Linked DNA regions of Sus scrofa: region 1 is linked to region 2. A link is a contact called in public HiChIP or PLAC-seq data. All regions are on one chromosome and are shown on one strand. The core of a region is the stretch at or near the end of the contact, and the rest is flanking DNA. Distances in the headings are between cores, read along the strand shown. Region 1 overlaps TRPM7 (transient receptor potential cation channel subfamily M member 7). Region 2 overlaps SPPL2A (signal peptide peptidase-like 2A).

Region 1 (7,446 bases), core at 4,434-6,933, 73 kb before region 2:
ATACCTCCTGTGCCCTAGACTTCATATCCTTACTAACTCTCTATCAAGTCTCCCTTTTTTTCCTTATTAACTCATTTCCATCTGCATGCAACATGCTATATATTATACTCCCCATTTTAAACACAACAAATCTTTGCTTGACTCAACTTGTCCCTCAAGCTAACACACCATGTTTCTGCCTCCATCTACAGTAAAGATCACTGGAAAGTGTTTCCCTCTTCTACACTTTCTAAAACTCATTCCAGTTTGGCTTTCAAGGAAACCACTCTCCTGAAATTAGCTCTGAAGACATCACCAATGACTTTCTCTAAATCCAAAGATCAAACTTTCAGGACTCATCTTCTTTTTTAGGCTTTTATTTTTTTTCTATTATAGTTGATTTACATTGTTCGGTCAATTTCTGCTGTACAGCAAAGTGACCCAGTCATACATACATACATATTACACATTCTTTTTCTTACATTGTCCTCCATCATGTTCCATCATTAGTGACTAGACATAGTTCCCTGTGCTATATACAGTAGAGGACCATCTTCATTGATATATCAGCAGCATTTAACAAAATCAATCATTCTCATCTTAAAACTTTTTCATCAGCTTTTCTGGCTACTCCTTTTATCTCTTTTAGTTTTTCCTCCTCTCCCTAATCTTTGGCTACTCCTTTTATCCCTTCACTGGCTACTCCTTTTATCTCTTTTAGTTTTTCCTCCTCTCCCTAATCTTTGGACTTCTTTTCTCCAATTAAATTCACTCTTTTAGTGCTCACACCCAGTTTACCATCAATACACTGGATGACTCTATATATTTCCATGTCAAACCTTTCCCTGAACTCCAAGCTCACACATATCCAACTGCCTACTCAACAGCTTCATTTTGATGTCTAATAGGCATCTCAAACTTAACCTGGACAAAACTGAGCTCATCTTTCTCAGTCTTCCCCAGCTCAGTAAATATTAAGTCTATTTTCTAGTTGTATTTTTTTAAGGCAAAAAATCTTAGTGTTATTTTTGATTTCCTCTTTTAATATACTTCATATATAATCCCATGACAAAACCTGTCAGCTTGCCTCCAAAACACATCTAGAATCCACTCGCTTCTCACACTTCCACTGCTACTACCCTGATTCAAGCCATCATCACCTCTTGCCTGGTTTACTCCAGAAATCGGTCATGCCACCCTTGCAAACTTGCAGTTTATTCCTCAAGAGACGAAGTAATTCTTTTAAAATATGTCATTATATTTACTCAAAAGAGTTTTATAAAAGCCAAAGTCCTTACAGTAACTTCTAAGGTTCTACTGCTCTGCACCTCTGCATCTGCTTCACTACTTTCATTCTATCACCTCCTTCAGGTCTTTGAGCCAAAGTTACCTCCTGAATGAGGCTTACGCTATTTAATAACGCAATCTCCACACACACCCCTTACACAATTATAGAGCAATGGAACCATTCCCAGGATCACACTGAGAGCACTGTCCTAAGAACCAAAAGATCTGGCCATGTCAGTTAGACTGCTGGTATATTATTGCTTTCCTGGCCTCTTCTCCCATGCCACCACCATAGTACACTAAAGGTAGGCAAAGCATCTGAACCAAAGACATTTATTCACATGACTGCTGCTTACAACTTGGGAAAAAAAAAAAAAAAAAACATTTGGCAGGCACTGACACATAATGATGTGAGGTTGAATTTGTACCAAAACTAACTTAAACTGCTTTAAACTCATGAAATTTTCATTATGCTACTATTTAAAAATGCAGGATTTTGGAGTTCTTGTCATGGCTCAGCAGAAATCAATCTGACTAGCATCCATGAGGTCACAGGTTCGATGCCTGGCCTTGTTCAGTCGGTTAAGGATCCAGCACTGCCATGGGCTGTGTTGCAGGTCACAGACGTGGCTTGGCTCTTACATGGCTATGGCTGTGGATGTGGCACAGGCCAGCGGCTACAGCTCCGATTCGACCCCCTAGCTTGGGAACCTCCATGTGCCATGGGTGTGGCCCTTTTAGGGCCCTTTTAGAATAGACTAGACTAAATTAAACTAAAAATAAATAAAAATGCAGGATTTAGAGGTGGAAGTAAAATTAATACTATGATTTATCATTTAAAGGGTTGCTTCTCTCTTCTAGAAAAATTAGAACTGGTTTATTAAAAAAAAGATTAGTGATTATACTTACTGCTCTACTTTTAATTACTGCTTGTTAAAGGGAGACAAAGATTTGTTTGGAATTTCTCCTTGTGAGTTTATTTGAAAACAAATGGCAGGCAGGAGTTCCCGTTATGGCTCAGTGGGTTAAGAACCTGACTAGTATCCATGAGGATGCAGGTTTGATCCCTGGCCTTGCTCAATGGGTTAAGGATCTGGCATTGCCACAAGCTGCAGCTGCAGGTTGCAGATGCAGCTCAGATTCAGCACTGCCATAGAGGTGGAACAGGCCAGCAGTACAGCTCCGATTCAACCCCTAGCCTGGGAACTTATATATACGGTGGGTGTGGCTCTAAAACAAAAAGAAAGAAAACAACCCATGCTATGGTAATGAAGTCTACCAAAATCAGATTCTAGAACTAGACACTTACATATGCAAATAACCTCCTGAAATAATGGCAATATACATACAGTATATTTTAAAACATACAGTATGTTTTAAGACTGTCCCCTACAGCTTCCCCTATCTTATTCACCAAGTTTATTTATTTCAATGGCTTAATGCCTCTCATTCTGTTGTATAAACACCAAATGTAACTATATTCTCCCCATATACAGCATTTTTGTTGTTTAGCGCCTTCATTTGTTATATTAGGGATTGGCTTCCTACACTTGATAGTCATATATCTTGGCTGATAATTGCAAATCCTTCCCAATGATAGGTTTCTGCTGTTTTTCAAATTTTGAATTTCTGCTCTGCCATCAGTTATCCAATTATATTTGCCCTGGATTATAAATAATATATAAATTCCTTACTTTGTACTTCTTTAGCTAGACTGCATTACTTAATTTTACCAAGAGGTGGCACACTATAAACACAAATCTGAAGATTCTCAAATGTTTCAAGTAAAGTAAAAACTATAGCCACAGAAAGCAAAAGGAAACTTAAAGATCACTGAATGATCTTCAGTGGTTAAAGAGCACACATTCTGGAATCAGAGTAACCCGATAGAATTCTATCTTTGTTGTTTATACTACTGATGTAACCTTAAGCCAAGTTTTTGAACTTCTGCTTCCTTACCTATAAAACAGAATAAAAAATTCATTTTCTCACAGTTCTAGAGACTGGTATTGAAGATCAAGTTGCCAGTAAGGTTTGTGTCTGGTTAGAGCCCTCTCCTTGGGTTGCAGACAGCTGTCTTCTCACTGTGTCCTCACACAGTGGGGAGAGTGGCAAGCTCTCTAGCATCTCTTCATATAAGGACCCTTTATGTAAGGACCTTCATGACCTCATCTAACTCTACCTCCCCAAAGCCCATCTCTAAATATCATCAACAATGAATTCTGAGAATACACACACATTCAGTCCATAACAACCACTTTTAAAAAAAATTAATAGTCCTAAAAGGACTATAACAGAACTTAGAGCCTCTACAAGACTACATTATGTCTACTACACAATCCAAAACTACTAGCTAGATGTAAGAGGAAAATGTGAGCCATACTCAAAAGACAATTAAATTAAAAAGGGGTTTGCTTACTAATAAAATGCAATTGCTTTAAAAAGTTAAATGACACTACAGATCCAGAAATTTCAAGATACATAATAATTTTGTCATAGTGCCTGCCAGCAAATGGCACAATGACAAAGAAAAATTAAGGCTAGAAGTTCCTATTGTGGATCAGCAGTAACGAACCTGACTAGTATCCATGAAGATATAGGTTTGATCCCTGGCCCCGCTCAGTGGGTTAAGGATCCAGTGTTGCAATGAGCTGTGGTGTAGATCACAGACGCATCTCAGATCTGCCGTTGCTGTGGCTGTAGCGCAGGCTGCAGCTCCAATTTGACCCCTAGCCTGGGATCTTCCATGTGCTGCAGGTGTGGCCCTAAAAAGACAAAAGTTAAAAAAAAAAAAAAAAAAAGAAGAAGAGGAGGAGGAGAAAAATTAAGGCTAGTACAAAGCTAAATGCTGAAAACATCTCTGACTTTCTCTATCAAGAGTCTAATTCATTCTAATTCATTTGCTTCCTGGCATTCTTACAGGCCCTTACTCTAGAAGTTTTGCTCTCACTCTTAATTGGCTGTCAACTACTTAACAAATTAATAAATAGATATTATTGATAATTCAGATGTGATCTTCTCAACAAGTTTTAAAGATACTTGAAAAGCTTCTGTGGAATGATGAACAGCGAGTAAAGTCTCATATATTAAAAAACTAAACAGTAACAAGAGTCCAACTACTACATCCAATCTTACTTCTGTTGGTTTTGCTTTCCTGCTGATCTTATGAAGACGGCTACCCGGACTGCTTAACAGCCCAATACTGCCTTGAAATTAAGGGACAGAAAATGTTTGATAAAGAGAAATACAAACAGCTGCCATCGTGCTATATCATGGAGTGTAAGATATTAAATAACTGAAGACTAAACATTGAGTCTAAAAAGTGGCCAACCTCAATATAGCTCAAACAGCAGTAATTTTTCCCTCTGGTATTCTAGGTGAAGTCTTACCCGAAATAATTCATTTTACCAAAAGAATTATTAAAATGAAAGGGAGAAAAACTTAACATTTTAGGAGGAAAAAAGTATGTTGGCAAAAAAAATTTTTTTATTTCATATACTAAAAAATTTTACCTAGATACCTAAGATTGCTAAAAAATCAAAACAAATATACTCAGAACACAAACAGAACAATGAAATAAATCACTTAGAAACAGAAACTGGAGCTCCCGTTGTAGCGCAGTGGTTAACGAATCTGACTAGGAACCATGAGGTTGTGGGTTCGATCCCTGGCCTTGCTCAGTGGGTTGCCGTGAGCTGTGGTGAAGGTTGCAGACGTGACTCAGATCCTGCTTTGCTGTGGCTCTGGCATAGGCAGATTAGACCCCTAGCCTGGGAACCTCCATATGCCGCAGGAGCGGCCCTAGAAAAGGCAAAAAGACCAAAAAAACAAAAACAAAAAAAGAAACAGAAACTTGCACTTAAGGAAACTTGGTGTATGATGGAAAGTGCAATATAAATTATAAAAAATATTAATAACTACACTATATGTACGTGAACTATCACACTAGAATCCAAAAATGAATACTTGATGAATTAAAGTCCAAAGGAGAAAAGCAAAATTTTAAAACTTCTATCAAAAATAAATACCTTATGACCTCAATATAAGAAAAAACCATGCTATAAGAAAACAGATAATTATACTAAAATTAAAAACCAATGTACATCAACAACCCAAAAAATAAGTAAACAGCCCACCATTAACAAAGTAAAAATTTTAAAAGCTAGAGATTGAAAAAGATATTTGTAGCTCATAAATCCCCCCCACAAAAAATTAGTATCCAGAATACATAAAAAATTTCTACAATTAAAAAAAGATAATCCACTAGAAAAATGAGCAAAACAATTCACCAAAGAGGAGATAACCATAGCCAAAAATTTGTAACCAGAAATGACACTCAAAATTAATAGTGGCCAGTGACAGGCAAATTAAAACAATGAGGAACTACATTCACAAGTCTGGCGAAATAAAAGAATCTCATCAATTATGTGTTGGTAAAGATGTTGGGAGGAAAAAAAGGGGAACTCTCATATAGTTCTAAAGGGATTGGAAATTAACACAATCACTTTGGTCAACACTTCGGCAATATCTATAGTGTTGAAGATGTACCTACCCTATGACCCAGCATTTCTACTTCTAGATATTATACTTCCTAGAAAAATTCACAAACATGTTTATAAGGTGATACATACAAGAACATTACATAATTATTTTAAAAAAGCTGGAAACAACCTAAATGCCCAACAACAGTAAAACAGACAACATACAGCATATTCCTATAATGGAATAATACATTTAGCAGCTGAAAAGGACACACTAAACCTTGTATATTATCAACATGAATTAATCTCCAAAACATAAAGGTCATTAAAAAGAAAAAAAGGGAGGTCCCATCACGGCTCAGTGGTAAGGAACCCAACTAGTATCCATGAGGACGTGGGTTTGACCCCGGGGCTCGCTCAATGGATTAAGGATCTGGTATTGCTGTGAGCTGTGGTGTAGGTCACAAACTCGACTTGGATTTGGTTTTGCTGTGGCTATGGCATAGGTGGGTGGCTACAGCTCCAACTCGACCCATAGCCTGGGAATTTCCATATGCCACACATGTGGCCCTAAAAAGACAAAAAGAAAAGAAAAAAGCTATAAAGATATACTGTACATCACAGGGAATACAGCCAATATTTTATAAGAACTTTAAATGGAGTTTAGTCTGTAAATATATTGAATCACTATGTTGTACACCTGAAACTAATATAGTATTGTAAATCAACTATACTTCAATAAAAGAAAAAAAGATATATAAAAATGTACAAAATTCCATATATATAACACTTAGAAATACCAAAAGACCACTACATAGTATATATACTTTATATAAAAACACTACCAAAGTATCCAAAGGAACAACTGGATACTTGTATATTTAGGATAAAAGTTACATCTGCAAAAGTGAAAGTGATATGGGATTTTAATGGGGTACATCAAATTTTACTTGCAATATTTTTCAAGCTGAGTGATAAACACAGGGATATCTGCTGTATTATGATATCCACACTTTCATACATCTGAATTCCATCATAAAAAATTACCAAAGAACTCAAAGTATATAATTTATTTAAAAATATTATGTACTTGTAGTCAAACAGTACAATTTAAATTCTTTATTCCTGGCTCCTTGTTACCTAATCAAATATTCCAAAAAGGAACAGAATCTACTTAATTAAATGAATCATAGATCTTATTTAACAACTACCAATATATTTTCCAATGATGCCACCAAAATTAATCTGAAAAAGAGAAATATAAAGAAAATATTAAGATATTCTTTATTATAAAACTCAAGCCTTCATATGTGAGTAAACAGTAACAACCTATTCTCTATTCCTGAGTAGCCTGATAATACTTTTGTTGATATATTCATGATAGGTTTCTACGGTTTTTATTAGTGAGTTCTACCCGTAACAGAAATCCATTTAGCTAGCTTAATGACTTTTCCACTCTACTAAGAATACCCTCAGAATAGAGAAATTTCTGCACTTTGTCAAAACACAATGTTTATAATGGTATAATAGTATTATAAATAACCTAAAGTTATTACATAGAAATTTGGTAGTAAAGGAAATGTCTAACTTTTAAAACATTAGATTTTTAAAAAGGTAATTTTTTTTTAATGACCTCAACTTTTTTGTTGTTGTTGTCTTTTTAGGGCCACACCTGCCACATATGGAGGTTCCCAGGACA
Region 2 (6,958 bases), core at 836-3,335:
ATGCTGATGCTGGTGGTCTATGGAGCCAACCTTGAGCAGCAAAAGCTGTAAAGGAACAAGAGCATAGTTGTCCTTGGGTATCTGAGGGGGATTGGTTCCAAGACAGATACCAAAATCCAGGAGGGCTCAAATCCCACAGATTTGATTCTGTATGAATTCAATCAATTGTAAATCATAAATATAGTACACATATTGGAAAAAATCCAAGTATAAGTAGACCTGCATAGTTTAAGCCTTTGTTGTTTAAGGGCCAACTATAGAGGAAACACATCACTGTGGGTCAGTTAGATTGGGAGGCATAGATGCCTGAAACTAAGTGTCCCTTCAAACATTACAAGTACCAAATCAGGAATTCCCATCATGGCACAGCGGAAATGAATCCGACTAGGAACCATGAGGTTTCAGGTTTGATCCCTGGCCTTGCTCAGGGGTTTGGGGATATGGCTTTGCCAAGAGCTGTGGTGTAGGTAGAAGATGCAGCTTGGATCTGGCATTGCTGTGGCTGTGGCATAGGCCTGCAGCAACAGCTCCAATTAGACCCCTAGCCTGGGAACCTCCATATGCCATAGGTATGGCCCTAAAAAGACAAAAGACAAACAAACAAACAAACAAAAAAACAACAAAAAACCCCCAAGTATCAAATGAGATGACTTGTGGTCTACCTGTGTTAGTATTAGATCATCTGACAAAGACTCTATGGTGGAGGGACAGGATACCTCCCTTCACATCTTCCAAGTTAAGAGACACATTTCAAAACATCTGAATTTCCCTTTGTGATCAACTGTGGTCTGGTCTTCTTTGATTTTACTCAATCTTAGAAAAATATGTTTAAAAAATGTTTATATTTCAACCTATAATAAAAATATTCTTTTATTAAAAAGCTCAGTGGAATTCCCTTGGGAGTAGAGGGTTAAGGATTCAGTGTTGTCACTGCAGTGACCTGGATCCCTGGCCCAGGAACTTCCATATGCTGTGGGATGGGAGAAAAAAAAGTTAAGTATCAAGAAGTCAGAGATTTAAGGATAATATAACCTAGTCCCTTCATTCCCTAGCTCAAAGAGTTCCCAAATTATCAAAATGAAGTGGTCTCAGGGGCAGGCTAGAAATGAACTCCCTAAAACCCAGACCAACAATCTTTCAACTCTTATCCTTCAAGTTCTTTCATGTAGCTAGATTCCCTAGGCACCTCTCAGTACCTGATCATTACTCTCCAGTGCTGATATTGGTCACGTATATCTCTGCATGAGCTGTTAACTCCTTCTCTGCCATGACGCTGGACATGGTCTCCTACCACCATTCAACTTCCTGTAATACCCAATTAGTTCCTCCCACATCCTAAACATCCCAGACTTTAAGTCTTTCCTCATATCCTTCCAAATACCCCCACTTCAAGGATTCTAGAGCTTCATGGAATTCCTTTCTCTATGACAAGTGCTCCATACTTCTTACTCCAAATCCTCACTTAACAACAGTTCCTACAACCACTGGTGGTGGAATCAAGTGCTCTTCATGGCCATCACATCAATAATCTCACAACCATACCTTTATATTCCGCATTTTACTTGATCCCTACATGCAAGGGAAGTGAGTTTACTAGACCACAGTGTGAAGTAGTACTTCCTATTTTTCTGATTCAAATTTACCTCACATAAAACATCATGGGGTGCCTGATGTTAGCAAACATCTTCTATTTACTTTATCCAGATCTCTTGACTTCAGTCATATTCCATTATCATCTTTCAAAATCTTGACGTTACATCTGCCTGTTCTTACGATAATTTTTCTCCTAAATACCTTTTGGTATAACAAGTATCAAGTGACTATTTGAAAATCTCCCCCCCCAAATTAAAACCGTAATGGAATACACTATAGTCACATCCTTGCAAGTGTACTATCTCCCCATTTCCCCAGACCAATCAGATGTTAAAGGAACATATGTAAAGAGCTTTATTTTATTTCATCAATGTACCTTCACTGAGAACTGACTTTCACATCCCTGTCTCTTGAGGCTACATCCATGCTTTGTACTACAGTCCCTTGGTAGTTCCAAGCACGGCATTTGTATACTTGGCCTCTGTTCAAATGGCCTCCTGATGCTGACTCACCAGCCCAATATTAACCTAGGAAACAGGCCTTTCTACTTTCTACTCCTGTCCAAGAACAGTTCAAGGATTCTTCTTTAATCTTGTTTCACGGATTTTGTTTGTCTTCTACCCTTCTTTCTCTATCAAAAATTATGTACCAGCATTGGATCTGCTTCCCAAATTTCAGTCTTTACATGCTCTTTTTGAAAATAATAATTCTCTCTAAAAAATTTATCTAACGTACTATCCCCTACCCTAAACCATGCCATCCTCTTGGTCTGCCAGGTCTCTGTATCTTGGCCCATTTTCACCTGATCAAGATCTAGCCCTGAATAATACAATGTTAACCATTACCCATGCATATATTTAACTCCCTTCAAAAGCCTTAACAGGAGTTTCCGTTGTGGCTCAGTGGTAACAAACCTGACTAGAACCCATGAGGATGTGGGTTCAATCCCTGGCCTTGCTCAGTGGGTTAAGGATCCAGCATTGCCATAAGCTTGGTGTAGGTCACAGCCACAGCTCAGATCTGACATTGCTGTGGCTGTGGCATAGGCCAGCAGTTGCAAATCCAATTCAACCCCTAACCTGGGAATTTCCATATGCCATGGGTATGGCCCTAAAAAGAAAAAAAAGAAAAAAAAAAGAAAAAAAAAAAAAGGAGACTTAACAGATTAGTCAAGCATGGTTCTTCTTTTTTCCTAGAGATTATGCTCAGTAATCTGGGCAGCAATTTCTTTCTTTTTTTGGCCGTGCCTGTGGAATGCAGAAGTTCCCAGGTCAGGGATTGAATCTGTGCCACAATAATAACCTGAGCCACAAAGCTGACAAAGCTGCATCCTTTAACTTTTAGAGCACCAGGGAACTCCCTGGGCAGCAATTTCTTACACTTTATTATAGACATGTGCTTTTCGAATTTAATGTTTTCTTAAAATCAGATTCTGATCCAGCAGGCCTAAGGAGGGGCCTGTGATTATGCGTTTCTAACATGTTTCCAAGTGATGCTCTGATTTGTGGTCTATAGAGTACATGGTTATAGACTTCATCATGAATAGCAGTGAAACTCATCATGAAATAGAGTTTTAAAGAGCAACCCCCCCTTGGCTAAGAAGGCAGCTGAAAGCCTTTCCAGCTATGCTTATCACTATACCACCCTTCTTGTAATAATGTAACAACTGTGTGCCCTATGCCCAAGCCAGCAGCCCTGCTAATCATGTACCCAACATTGCTTATCAATTCTGCTTCTGTAACCTTGCTTGCTCAGTTTCTTAGGGAGGAATACTGTCTGCTTGGGGATGGGGAGGAGGTCCAGGATGCTTACATGGGAAAATCAAGACCTTGTAGTGTATAAAAGTTACTGAGAACAAAGTCCTGGTGCTCAGACTCTGGAGGTGACTCCTCTGAGCCCGCACTGGTGCTGAATAAACCTTGCTTTTCCATATCTCCAAGTGCTGTTTGTCTCCTTCCACTGCCACGGTTTTTGCAGTTTCTGCAACATTTTTGGTGTGTTGGCCGGGAAGCTGACAACCGAGATGGCCTCTTGTGCTACCGTTGTCGGGGAATCGGGGGAGGCCATGGTCGCCAGCCCAGTGACAGGTGGATAGCGTGCACCAGCCATTTTGCCAGATCCAGACCCTCACTCGGGCCATGCTGGCCTTGGCCCACACTGCTTCCCGAACGGACTCAGAAGGAGAGTGGAAACAGGTTCCTGGACAGGACGTCGGACTGGTGAGTGCCTCGGGGACATCTGCCTGAGTCAGGACCCGCCATACGGCGGAAGGAGAGACTGATAACCTCTCAGAGACCAAAGGGTCACTCAGGCCAGGGTTTGCTCCCTTGGGATTGGGAGGCTTGTTAATTCTGGGGTGTGTGTGTGTGTGTGTGTGTGTGTGTGAGAGAGAGAGAGAGAGAGAGAGAGAGAGAGAGAGAGAGAGAGAGAGAGAGAGAGAGAGAGAGAGAGAGAGAGAGAGACTGGAGAGAACGAGAGCCCATGCTCCACCGTCTTTGGACTATGGAGCAAGAGTGAGTCCTAACCTGTAGTTCTGCGGCGACCCTCATACGCTTATGGTGGCTCTCTTCGGGGGGATCCTGACGTTGGGGTTTATACAGTCCCACCTATGCTAAGAGGAGCCTGAAATATCTCCTCCGGGGGAGTGGTCAGGCAGATGAAGCGATTGTTATCTGAGGCCTTGTCCTCACTGTCTGTCTTGCGTCACCAGTTCAGGGTGGGACTTCACACAATGGGTAAATCAGCTTCCAAGCCCACTGTCTTAGAGTGTATGGTTAAGAATTTTAAGAAAGGATTTTCTAGAGATTATGGTGTTAAACTGAGTCCTGGAAAACTGTGTACCCTCTGTACCCTAGAGTGGCCCTCCTTTGGTGTTGGCTGGCCTCTGGAAGGGACCTTAGATGTGTTCACAGTTGCAGCAGCATATAATGTTATAACAGGAGACCCTGGACACCCAGACCAATTTCCGTACATTGATCAATGGTTGGAAATTTGAGGCCCCCATGGGTTCGGTTCTACACCACAGACCAGGGACAGTGTAGGGTCTAGTACCCCAGTCCAAGAAGAAAACCTTGTCTCAAAAAAAGGTGCCACCTATTTATCAAGGGGAACCTGAGGACTCGTCCCCTATATGCCACCACCTTATGTGCTGCCTGCCCCACCTCTGGGAGCCAAAGGTCCCCAGATGCCAGATAGTCCACTGCCTTCTGCTTCTCCTCCTCCTTCTGCTTCTGAAGTTCCTAAGGCGATACCACCCCTGCAGCTGGATTCTCCAGAACCTATGAGCAGGCGTCTCTGGTCAGCTCAGGGAGCAGCCACTCCAGCATTGCAAATGCCCTTATGGGAGACACGGGGACCACAGCAAGTCACCCCCGATGGGACCATACAAGAGGGGGAATGGTTTTATTATTACCAGCCCTTTTCCACTGCTGATCTCCTCAACTGGAAACACCATACTCCCTCATATTCTGAAAAGCCTCAGGAACTGATTGATCTCTTAGAATTCATCTTCCAGACACACTGTCCCACCTGGATAGACTGCCGGCAACTCCTCTTTACTCTATTTGACACTGAAGAGTGCTGGCGAATTGTAACAGAAGCCCAAAAATGGCTTCAGGCCAATGCGGGCGGTTGAGCAAACTTGGCAAACTGGGTAAGGAAAGCCTTCCCAGAAGAAAACCCCCACTGGGACTATGACACTGAAGAAGGGAAACCTAACCTAGAGAGGTACCAGCAGGCCTTCCTACAGGGGGCAAAAGCTGGGGCTAAAAGGCCTACTAATATAGCTAAGATCAGTGAGATACTACAAGAGCCGAATGAAAGCCCAGCCAAATTCTATGAGAGACTATGTGAGGCTTTCTGAATCTACACCCCTTTTGATTCCAAGGCCCCTGAGGACCAATGGATGATAAATGCTGCCTTTGTGGGACAAGCCCAATCAGATATCCATAAAAAGCTACAGAAATTAGAAGGATTTGCAGGAGAGAATGCCACTAAACTGTTGGAAATAGCCAACAAGGTTTTTATTAACTGAGACCAGGTGGCCCGCCATGATGCAGAAAAGAGAATGAAACAAAAAGTAACTCTTCTGGCGGCTGCCCTGTCAAAACCGGTGCCCCCAGTGGGGCCACCCTGTAGGGGACAAGGCCCAAGGCCAGGGAGAAGGAGTTCCCTGGAACATGACCAATGCGCTTACTGCAAAGAAAAGGCACATTGGAAAAATGAATGCCCCAACTGTCCTGAGAAAAAGACCAAGGCCCCACCTAGCTGGTACTGATCTGAGCCATTCAGCACCAACCTGATTGGCCTAGCTGACTCTGATTAGGGGGGACCAGGCTCTCTCCAACTGGGCCCCCGAGAGCCTATGGTCAGAATTCAAGTAGGGGGCCACCCCATAGACTTTATGGTTGACACAGGTGCAGAACTTTCTGTGGTTACACAACCTGCGGCTCCCCTCTCGGGGAAAGAAACCACCATCATTGGGGCCACAGGTAACCAAACTCATAGACCCTTCTGCGGTCCTCAACGATGTCGGTTAGGAAGCCACGAAGCCATGAACATGAATTTCTTTACCTGCCTGACTGCCCAGTCCCCCTGATGGGAAGAGACCTGCTGGCTAAAATGGGGGCACAAATTTCCTTTTCTACTGACAGGCCCAACTTAAATCGACAGAACCCCCCTTTCCTTTAATCATGGCTCTTGCTGTAAAAAGGGAAGAGGAATGGTGCTTGTACTCTTCCCCTTCAGAAATGGTGACCATACTCCCAGAACTAGAGACTAAATACCCATTGGTTTGGGCTGAAGGAAACCCACCAGGACTGGCAAAACGCCATGCTCCTATCTTGATTGATCTAAAACAATCAGACTTCCCAACATTACTGGGGTCCTCCTAGAAATTTGCTTAAGAGGCGAGAGTCACTCTGTACCTGCAGTACGCTGGCATAGTCGACATTCATGTTCTGGCCAACAGATCCCCCACGTTCCAAGGTCAGGCCTTGAATAACTTTCTGATTCAATCTTCACTATTATATATTTTCTCTTTCCTCCCTAACAAGTTATATAATCAAGACAATGTATATTCTTTAAACTCTTACTTCCAGTATTCAAGGTTTATGGAAATGATGCACTGAAAGTGACTAGACCCAGACCTACAGAGATGAAGTGCAATCTTTTTTTTCTTTTTTGCTTGTTTTTAGGGCCACACCCATGGCATTTGGAGGTTCCCAGGCTAAGGGTCCAATTGGAGCTATAGCTGCAGGCCTACACCACAGACACAGCAACACAGGATCTGAGCCACACCTGTGACCTACACCACAGCTCACAGTAATACCAGATCCTTAACCCACTGAGTTAGGCCAGGAATCTA

The links. HiChIP or PLAC-seq counts read pairs in DNA pulled down with a chosen protein or histone mark.
Region 1: an H3K27ac HiChIP or PLAC-seq map of alveolar macrophages shows a contact between it and region 2. The contact joins two enhancer-like sites. A contact is called at or near these places in 2 of 47 Hi-C or Micro-C datasets (fetal heart ventricle and heart right ventricle) and 1 of 2 datasets of contacts at active chromatin or transcription factors (alveolar macrophages).

What each region holds. Positions count from the first base shown.
Region 1 is chr1:121,151,773-121,159,218 of Sscrofa11.1, reverse strand. All of the region lies in intron 1 of TRPM7 (transient receptor potential cation channel subfamily M member 7), which reads right to left. Among named protein-coding and RNA genes, the nearest start is that of TRPM7, 9.4 kb to the right of the region's middle. Within about 2 kb of position 5,683, at least 2 of the 83 cell types and tissues checked have an H3K27ac peak or open chromatin away from gene starts, as enhancers often do. A contact at or near this core is called in alveolar macrophages, where this site is marked.
Region 2 is chr1:121,075,473-121,082,430 of Sscrofa11.1, reverse strand. All of the region lies in intron 1 of SPPL2A (signal peptide peptidase-like 2A), which reads right to left. Among named protein-coding and RNA genes, the nearest start is that of SPPL2A, 11 kb to the right of the region's middle. Within about 2 kb of position 2,085, at least 11 of the 83 cell types and tissues checked have an H3K27ac peak or open chromatin away from gene starts, as enhancers often do. A contact at or near this core is called in alveolar macrophages, where this site is marked.